Linked DNA regions of Callithrix jacchus: region 1 is linked to region 2. A link is a contact called in public Hi-C data. All regions are on one chromosome and are shown on one strand. Each heading gives the region's core, a stretch centred on a gene start, on an enhancer-like site or on the middle of the called end of the contact. The rest is flanking DNA. Distances are from core to core; before and after follow the strand shown.

Evidence for each region. Hi-C and Micro-C count contacts between places; a contact is called where the count stands out from the background.
Region 1: a Hi-C map of induced pluripotent stem cells shows a contact between it and region 2, with 3 times the contacts expected there. The contact joins the promoter of GEMIN8 here to the promoter of TCEANC in region 2. A contact is called at or near these places in 3 of 3 Hi-C or Micro-C datasets (induced pluripotent stem cells and skeletal muscle).

Annotation. Positions count from the first base shown.
Region 1 is chrX:14,240,560-14,245,833 of calJac240_pri, forward strand. GEMIN8 (gem nuclear organelle associated protein 8) reads right to left here and starts at 3,966. Exons shown (of 9, transcript XR_008478818.2): 1 at 3,827-3,966; 2 at 1-34.
Region 2 is chrX:13,877,299-13,882,704 of calJac240_pri, forward strand. It overlaps TCEANC (transcription elongation factor A N-terminal and central domain containing), which reads left to right and starts at 2,483. Exons shown (of 3, transcript XM_008988956.6): 1 at 2,483-2,555; 2 at 4,599-4,675.

The sequences.
Region 1 (5,274 bases), core at 2,716-5,215, 360 kb after region 2:
GAACAGTAACTTTTCTCCTAATGGGCTGGTGGGGCTGAAAGAAAAGAGATTGGCAATGTCAGGGAAGGCCGGGATCCGCAGCTCTACAAACCGGGCAGCTCTCTCCAGTGAGCACAATGGCATAATGGCCACCATCCAGCTGAGCCCAGGCGAGTACAGAGACCATTCATTGTCTGTCCTCAACCACCAAAGAAGGAAGGAAAAAAACAGGGTTGAGGTCATTCACTAAACACTAACGAGGCCTACAGGCAAGAAAGAAACTGAATCTTGAACGAAATATTTTTCCATACAGACTCTCTAAAAAAATGGATTCACACTTCAGTACATCTGTTTACCCTGAAGGATACATTTTAATGCATAAATATACATAAAGAACAATAGATAAGAACCTTGTAGCTTTCAATGGATAAAATGTGACTATTTCTATCAAGTTCCAAAAAATTCCACAAATCAGTGGCTTTGTTGACAGGGAGTGCCATCAAATATATTCTTCTAATTGCCTATTTATGTTCTTACAAATACAGAATATAGGACACATTGTAGCAACCAAAAAAGTAACATAAAAACGTAAATTCCCCTAAAAACTAGAATGTATACTTGAACTAGATTTTCCTATCTTCTGTTTCTATTAGAATTCTAAAAATACATGAAAATTCACTTGCTTTGATTTTTGCACAGAAACACATTAAAAATCAATTAAATAAGTTAATCTGGCTAAAGCCCTGAAAGTCAAACCTTTCCTACAAAGCTCCAGTGATTTGGTTCTCTGAGCCAACCAGGTAATATGGAGGATCTAGTTATGCCTTCAGTACACTGGTTCAAGGAGATCTGCTGCTGAACACTGAAGGAAAATAAGCAAAGGTATGCTGAGAAATCTGTGGGAGATACATTGAGTCATATGTGGTTCTAAGGAATCTCTCTGTATATGCAATAACAACCCTACCACAGAAGATGTCTTCCAAAGAATATAATAGGGTTTTGTTGAGGACTGGGTTTCTTGCCCCACCTACTTGGGCAGCCCTGCCCCTATCCCTGGCTGGTTACTGAGGCTGGCAAGCTCATCTGGCTTGATGCCCTCATGGGCTCCCTCCTGTGTCTTTGCATGGTCCCTGCTTAGTGATTTGGACATCAAAGATGGCTCAAGTTCAAATGGCCTTCTTCCACCTGCAGGCATCCAAGCTCCATCTTGGACAGGACACAAGCCTATTCAAGTGTACGTGCCACTGTGTTCAGAAAGCTTGCACCTCCCTGTCTGTAATAGTTACAGTTAAAACTGATGGGCAAGGGAGCCAAAAAACTGAGTTTTCTTTTCTTTTCATTCCTTCAATCCCCATCCCCAATTTACCCTCTTCTGGATGTTATAATAAGTACTGTCACAAACAAGGCATAGCATGAGGAAGCAGTAAGACTGAAAGGATGTAGTTAACAATTCTTTTTTTTCATACAAATGACATTCCACCCACAGAAGGGCATTGTTTAATTTGTCAGCAAGTGTGATGAATTTGTGAATGGATTTATTTGCAAGTTCTCTGAATCCCCATGTGACTAATATCAGAATCAAAAGTGAAGTATGAGGCCAGGAACAAAGTTACCCTCTGACTCAGGAACACAAAAGGCAATGGGATGACTGAGAATGACATAATGATAACACAGTTCAAAAGAAGAAACAGATAAGTTTGTTCCACAGCAAGCACGTCCTTCATAAGCAAAACCTAGTGTAACCATAAGGGAATAAAAGTTGAATAGGCAGGTACTACAAATTGAGAGCATATCAGAGAAAACCATGGCTGTTAAAAGTAGTTAAGATCGCTAGTACATTTCAGGTGTCTTATTTCAAGTTTAATTTTTTTGATAAACATATTCATGGTAATTCCATGTTAGTCTCTCTTTTCTGAATTTATACACACTCGCTATGCCTAATTCACTTGGGCACTTACTCAACTACCTGTAGCCATGGATTCTCTACAATCTACTCCTTTTAAGTTTCCTATTTTCCTTCCAGCATAAAAATAATAGCTAATATTGGCCAGGCACGGTGGCTCAAGCCTGTAATCCCAGCACTTTGGGAGGCCGAGGCGGGTGGATCGCAAGGTCAAGAGATCGAGACTATCCTGGTCAACATGGTGAAACCCAGTCTCTACTAAAAATAAAAAAATTAGCTGGGCATGGTAGCGCGTGCCTGTAATCCCAGCTACTCAGGAGGCTGAGGCGGTAGAATTGCTTGAACCCAGGAGGCGGAGGTTGCGATGAGCCGAGATCGCACCATTGCACTCCAGCCTGGGTAACAAGAGCAAAACTCCGTCTCAAAAAAAAAAAAAAATAGCTAATATTTCACGCTGTTAGATGCTGCTGAAATTGTTGTTGAGCTTGTCTGTTGTTTCCTAATAACCTTTTCTCCTCCTACATCTACTCCCCAAATGAGGACCTAGTAACTCAAACAACTGACTATAAAGCACCAAATCTTTTCAGGAAGCAAGTATTTAAATACATTATGTTTTGAAGGATCTTTTCAATTCATCTGATCTTTGATCAACTACATTCTTTTTCACTTGTCTAGTTGTTCCATGGCTAAATTTCATCTTGTAGAGAAGTAGCTCAAAAAAAGTTCTATACCTAGTTTGCAAACTCTCCAACCTACACTCTAGCCTTAATTGTTCAAAACTTTCCCCCATCATTCTCATCATACCCTATCCTTTCAAAAAACCCAAAATGATTCATTGCCATCTGTAAAACAGTTTTGGAATGAACATTTCTCTCTGGAACTTTAGTTTGTAAACTTCCCCAGCACAGCAATGAATACACAGAGGGGATTTATACACCTGTGAACCTGCTTTCAGTTATGCTTATTCAAAGTTACTAACCAACAGTCTTTAAAAATATATGGTTTCTGTTCACACTGAAATCCCCAAGAGACTGTTATTCTGATAAATTATGCTAGCAAAAATAGTATTTTTAAAGGGTAGCTCTCATCCCACAATTCATGGGACCTGTGAGCATAAATAATCCCAGAAGTGTTGTGTTATGAATCTTTAGTCTAGATTTTTCAAGTAATGTTGTTCTGATTTGAGATGAAAAACAGCTGAATACATAGCCTAGCCTGTGAAATGAGCTTACAAACATATTTCCTGAAAAAAATAAAATTGTTCAGAACCAACTGATCTGTACTAAGGGAACATCAAGATTTCAGAGCTAAAATGCACTTAGTTGGACACTAGTTCAACTATATAGCTCATTACTGATAAGTGGGCAAAAACACAAAGCCCATAAACCATAGGGGCCAGATGTCTCAAGAAAACTCCAACCAAAAACCCTGACCTCCTGCAGAGGTTAAAGTACAAGAGAAAAGAAAGAAACCTCCAAGTTTTGAGTAGACAGGCCAATATCCTAGACATCCTCCAAGTATGTGGCCGTCCTGGGTGATCTTCTATTCAGATAATGGGCTGGATGGGCAAAATCCGAATTCACCTACAGATCTTAACACAGTGGTTCTCGGCACACCAGAATCACCTGGGCAGCTTTAAAAGCTACCGATGCTAGGGCCCTACTATTAGATATTCGGATTTAATTGGTCTGGGATGAGGGCCCGGGCATCAGTGATTCGGAAGCACTGCAGAGCTGAGAGCCTCTGGGACTGGTCCCCTCTCACAATTAACCTGCAATGATTTAGGAATCTCAAGGGCCACCTTTAATCATGGGATTAACATAATTATGATAGCAACGTGACGTCCAAGACCTTGGCTCTCTGCACAACAGAAGAAGCCAGGTCCCGGGGCCTCTAGACTCCTCCCTCACTCCCCAAAGGAAACCCAGCCATCCCCGAAGTCACCTCGTGGGCGCGCAGCTTGCAGATCCTGGGTGGTGGCCGAGCAGAGGCCAAATTTTTCTTGGAGACACAGGAGGAGTGGGGGACGGGAGGGGGGCGACTGTTGCCAGGGCCGCTGGAAGCGCGCTTCCGGTGCGGAACACACGGCGCGACGCGCCGGAAGTCCTCACTTCGTCGAGGACGTCACGTTTGCACCACGGGCGGTGCCGTGCTGGAGGCCGGAAGCTGCCTGCTAATTGGCTACCCCGAGTGGAGCGCCGGGCGACAGGCGTGGGATGGTGGGGGTGGCGGGGCCGGCGGAGAAGGTGCTGCCCGGGGCAGGGCACTGCGACTGCGGCGGCCACCAGCACCGGGAGTCGGAAGGTGCTGTCTGCCCCGGCGGGTGTGTTGGGATGAGAAGATGAGAGTCGCTTCACCACGGCCAGGATCTCCAGCCTTAACTGTTTGTCCTTTCCTCAGCTTTCTTCGTTTTCCTTCCTTTGTCTTTACTTAGCCTTCTCTTTCTTCCTTTTTATTTTCTTTCTTAACTAAAACAGTTACAGTTTATTTAATTTGCCCCCGGGAAAACTCCCAGTCTTTGCAAACAGATTCACCCAGATCTCAGTTTGAATGCGATTCCAGTGCTAGGTTTTTAACCTCCCAAGCCTCGTGTTTCTCATCTATAAGGTATGCATAGCCTAATGCACAGTGCCTGATGTATTACAGCAGACAAAACATTGGTACTTATTAAATACGTTTGTAATTATAACCATCACAGCAATACCTGCCCTGTTAGTATCACAAGTCATTAAAAATAACCAAGTATAAACAATCAGAAGTCTTACGTGACATATTTCTGAGACAATTAGGCAAAATGTGGCAAGAGCCGTAAAAGGGAGCATATTTAATACTTTCTCGGAATTATTAAACAAGAACCAGATAGATGTTTATTATGGAATTATTTTAAAGGTGAAAATTGGAAATCACCTAAATGCCCAACGAGGAAATGGCTAAGTCGATTGGGTGATATTAATGACGTGACATTACTATATACTATAGAAGAATTAAAATGGTATAGATTATTAACTTTAACAAATATATACTGGATGTCTGTTATGTGCCAAGTATTCTGTGTTGGCACTGTCCATTGCAACCACCACATGTGGCCATGAGAACCCGAACTGTAGTAGCCTAAACTGACATATACTGTAAGGGTAAATTACACACTAGATTTTGAAGAAGAATGAGCAAAAGAATGTAAAATATCTGAATTTCTTTATAGTGATAACATCTTAGAGAAGGACTATTGAGATTACAGATTAAAATTTTATTTTTATCTTTTTACTTTATTAGGGTGGTTACAAGAACATTTAAAATTATATATGTGGCATGCATTATATTTCTATTGGACAGTAGTATTCTATTTACCAGATATACAGTAGTAAACAATACAGTTTTTGGCCTCATAAAAT
Region 2 (5,406 bases), core at 1,233-3,732:
GTCTCCCACTATACCTTACTCCCATCCTGCCCAGCTTGGAGAAAGTCTGGCCGATGTGTTTGACAAATGCTCCCCAGGTACTTCTGATATACTTCTCCCACCCCTGGTGGAGAATCACTGGTTTAAGCAATCTGTGGCCCACCAGCTAGGCACTGCCTGACCTGTAGAACTAGCTCTTCTGGGAACCTCTGGGGATTTTCCCTGGAGATATCATGTTCACTGCTTCTCTGTCATTTCACTTGCGTAAGTCTGAGAAATATGTTGCAGAACTTAAACATAAGGCTTCTGTTTCTATAATGTATGCCTTTTTGTTCTATTTTCTAATTTTCTGTAACTCCTGAGATTTCAAGGGAACTGTTCATTATTTAAATCTCATGCCTTATGTACTGTGACTTATAAGAACATCCCCAGTTAAGCCCAGTGTCTAGTCCTGGTGTTTTATCAGGAAATCAACACTAGCCAGCACCTTAGAACCCAGAAAGAGGCAGTTTCTCTGACCTCATTCCATGGAAAACATCTGTAACTGTTCTCTCAGCAATGTGTAACATTAGCCTCTGGAGAAGACCCATAAAGCATTTTGCTTCTCTACCTTGGGAATTTGCAGGAAAGGGCTGTCTGCATGAGCTCAGAATATCTATTAATATATTGCCACTCAGAGACTTAATAAGGATTGAAAAGGGGTTTCTGCTGCACTAAGGGAAATTTGTCAAGAGAATTCCAGAGTTTGAAGAAGCTGAAAGATGATTTTAAAACAAAGGCCTGAAAACTATGCATGATAAATTATCATAGAAGTGAGTACTTTTATAGGCATTCCATTTTCACATTGTTCAAAAGAACCAACTTTTCAGCAACCTCTTTAGAATCCGTTGGCAGCCCTATTGTAGATTCATTCCAGATGAACTCAGCCAGAACTTCCTGCAGCAATAAACATGTTCTATATCTGTGCTATCCAATATGGTACCCACTAGCCACAGGTGTCTATTGAGAACTTGATATTTAGCTAGTGCAACTGAGGAACTGAATTTTAAATTTTATCTAAATAGCCACATGTGGCTACTGTAATAGACAAGGCAGGACTACACAGTAATTATAGCTTGCCTCTTGAAATAATGGTTTTATAATTCACACCAGAGAAAAACCTAGGTTGTTTTTGATTTTAGACTTTTGACTAATTTCTATTTTTTCTTCAGTATAGAGTTCATGAGAAATTGGTTATAATATGCCTCAAAGCTCTAATAACAATTACTGTAGTAACTTCTAGTTTCCAAACTGACTCTTTCAGGTTGAGTCTTTCATAATTTGAGTGTGATTATTTTGACAAATATCAGATATTGTAATAACTGGATGTTACAAATCTGATCACAAAGTATTTTTCCCAGGTAACTGTCTGAAACTAGAGATGGTTGGTCTTGGAGTCAATAGTCCTTTGGATTTTTAAATCAGTGTTTACAAAGTGGAGCAAGAGTACTCATAAAATGAACCAAAAAAGTAACAACGAGAAGAGAAATACCAATAAAGCATGTTAAATTAAATAAGCAGGAGGCTATTGGCCTGAGGCTGATTTTCTACGCAATGAATTGGAATTTACAACAAGAAAAAAAGAATCCCTGACAGCTCTCAGCTGCTCTGCATTCACAGCTGGCCCTCGGTGCTTTGTGGAACATAAATAACTTCACAAGAACACCATCAGACGTGGCCGCTCTCTGACCGGATGGATCAAGACAAAAACAAGACTCTTTTGTAATCATGTGGGAATGCTGAAAAAAAAACATAAACATTGTCCAAACAACAAAAATGACAACACATCTCCTATCCCAGTTAATGATTCACTGGTCTTGTCTCCCTGCCTTTTAGGTAAGATTTATTATGACACTTAATCATACAATCGGCGTGCTTCCTGCCAGCACCCAGTCCAGAGTATTGGAATGGATACGCTGCTTCCCTGAACCTTTTTCCAAATTACCTTAGTGTAAGGAATCAGCAAAGGAGGCTATCACATTCGTTCAACCATCACTGTGCTTTTGGCCCTTTGCAGACAAAGAATGAGAATGTGCACAGGTGAGAAGTCCAGGATGCACATGACCAGTCAATTAACATTTACTATTTTCATATCAACTGATGCATTCTAGGATGGTATAAACACTTTTTGAATTAATTACTGCCTTAAATAGATTCACATTTATGCCTAGAGCTATGTCAACATCTAGCTGAGCACTGTCTTGCCTGTCCTGAGTAGAAGCCAAAAGTATAAGTTGTAAAGTACGTCAACAAACTTTGCTGCTGAAAAACGAAAGTGCGGTTTCTTTCTCTCCGGCCGTGGGAGGGGCCATAGCTCCGCCTCCAGGAAGCCGCGGGAGAGCAGTCCCACGGCCTCCGCCGATCGCTCTACGCAAGCGCCATTTGTCTAGCGCGCAGGCGCCGGATCCCAGGACCACGTGCGCTGGCCTGGAGGCTTGGATTGGCTGAGCCTTCCGGTCCTCCCAGTCCTGGTGATCCGGAAGTTCTCCGTGGACGCGGGGCGGCTGAAGGCTCCGGAACTGCGCCTGCGCTTTTCAGTGAGTCACACTTTGGGTTTGCCAGGGCCTTTGTCCCACAAAAGGACGAGCCTTTGTTCCCAGCGGAAGCCCACCCCGGCTTGCGGCGGCTTTCCGGTGCGCCCTGGGCGGCGTAAGCCCAAAGGTGTTTGCACCCTTGCCCCTTCCTCTCCGACAGCCGAGGTCGCCAGGGTGGGCTAACCCTCGGGACCGTCGCTGCTTGTGTGCTGGGTGCCGGGCCGTCATCCCGAGATGGTTAGCGGCAGGCTTTGCAGGTTGCTTGCCCCCACCCACCGGAACTCGAACCCGGGCTAGACCGGGCGGCTGGGCTGGTCCCTTCCCTCGCTGTACCTTTACTAGGGGTCACCATTAAGGGAAAGGGCCTTAGCGCAGTCCTGAGTGGCTGTTCAGTAACCGCGACACCGCTGCCAACATTTGGCATCATTAGGGCGGGGCTTCCTGTGAAGCTGGGAGCTGTATGTGGGTTAGGACTAGAAAGTTACAATTTCTATTTAGGCTTTAAGGAGATCTAAAGATCTGAACAGATCTAGGTTATTATTGACTTGTTACCAGTTTCTGGGAACATTGTTTCCACAACTTTCCTCTCGTTTTTCTCAGGGTTTAGGCCATTATTGTGCAGATATGTGCACCTTGCTTACTATAATATTAGCTAATCTTTACAAGCTTTTATATGCATCCAATCTGATATTTCGTGCCTGCTCTTCCTGGCACTGTATAAACTTTTTGGTATAGGTATGCATCTAAGCATTATCCATTTTAACATCAGTTCTAGAATTATGGTGTCTAATAATGGTAACCATTAGTTACATAAGGTTCGAGCACTTGAAATCTGGCTAGTCTGAATTGAGATGTGCTGTAAGTGTAAGACAGAGTGAATTTGGAGAGTTAGCATGAAAAAATAATGTAAAATACTTCAATTTGTTCATATTCACATGTTGAAATGACAGTATTCTGGATATACTGGGTTAAATAAAATGTATAATTTCACCTATTTTTGTTTTGTAACGTGACAACTAGAAATTTTTAAATCACATTTGTGGTTTGCATGTCATATTAATGTTGCACAGCACTGATCTAGAAAAGGGTCAGCGAACTGGCCTGCAGCCAAATCGAGCCTGCCCATTTCTGTAAACAAGTCAGCTGGAACAAGATCATGCTCATCCACTGTTATTTTCTGTATCTGCTGTTGCTGCTACAAGAGCAGCAGAGTTGAGTAGTCCAGAGAGATTATATGGCCTACAAGGCCCAAAATATGTACCTTCTGATCTTTAGCAGAAAAAATGTGCTGACCCCCTGCTCTACAACAATGCCTGGTTTGATATTTTTAAGCCTTTTAGGTGTAGACCCACATCCTATTATTCACGCTTACTGTGTGACGGGCATAGTTCAAAGCATTTTATCAAGACTTTCATTTAATTCTTATTAATCATAGGATGTTGGATTTCTCCCATTTCATAGATCAGGAAATTGAGACACAGAATGGTCAAGAAACTTATCCAACTTGGTTAGCACCCCTCACTTCTGGGGGCTGGACCTGCTTGACCTTCCTTATGCAAATATTTTAACCCTTCAAACCCACTTGATGAGCCCACAGTGGTCACCATAGTTTTTTGTTTTTTTAATGAGATTTCTTTGAACTAGAATTTTTTGAATGATTTTTTTTAACTAGAATTGAGATGGGCTTGGTCTCCTGTGGAAGAGGCAGAGGGGCATTGGGCTTAGGTGCAGTGAGTACAAGCAAGCTGGTGTGTAATGAAAAGAAATGAAGCTCACAAGCAGAGAGGAGAGAGAGCATCCTGAATGCTCATCGCTCATTTAACAACGAAAATGTGTTAAGTAGTAGTAAGCACTGGCTGGGTGTTTGCTAGGTGTGTATAGGTAAATAAAACATGTGGATCTTCTCTTGTGGTCTTGTGGGGAAGGCAGGAGAAATGTTTTTTAAATGTGATAAACACCGTGAAGAAAACAACATGCAAATTATTTACTGTTTTTAATAGGTTTTCTCACCTGTAAGATGAAAATAAGCTATTATCTGTATTTCAGGAGTATTGTGAGGATTCAGATGACAGGAGTGTGTATGGTCCGGAGAGTTCCTGAATGTTGCCTTCGACTGTGAGGAGGTAGGTGAGGGAGTGTCAGGAATTGTGTACATTATGACACTTAAAAGATTACAGTTGTCATTTGTAATTTGTAGAGAAGGTTGTCAGCTGCATTGTACACAGTAGGTGTTTTTAATCTTTTCTGACTTAATGGGACTCATCTAGAAAAAGCCGAAGTCAGAGAGTTGTCTGCATTCAGTCCAGGAGCAGGACCAGAGTTGTCTTTGGGACTGATGGCAGCCTAACTGGGAGGTCCTGCTGGGGTGTGGAGGAGGGTTGTGTGCCTGTGAGTGGTTTAAATCAGAGTCACCCTGGAGAGCTGAGCCAATATGCAGGCCCTATCCTCAGAGATTCTAATTCATCCTTTCTGGAGTGAGGCCCTGCCATTGTTTGTTTTTTGTTGTTTAATTTCCCCAGGTGATTCTAATAAGCATTCAGGGTTGAGAACCACCAATGGTGAGAGATAAGCCAGGCTCGGGATGCTGCTTGAGCAAAGGCCCAGAGCTGTGCCCATCAGTGGTTGAGAGTAGTCAAGGGGGAGGCCAGCTAGGGTCCTTTTTGCCACCTGGCCAAAGAGCTTGGGCTCCATCCTGCAAGCAAGGGGGAACCTCTGAAGGGCTTTAAGCAGGAAAATGAGGGAATATCTTGCTGAGGTCTGTACTAGAGGATGATCCCTCTAACAAAGTGCCAGACTCACAATTGGGCCTTGTGAGGGCCAGAGAGAGAATGAAGGCAGTGATGTAGCTGTCCAG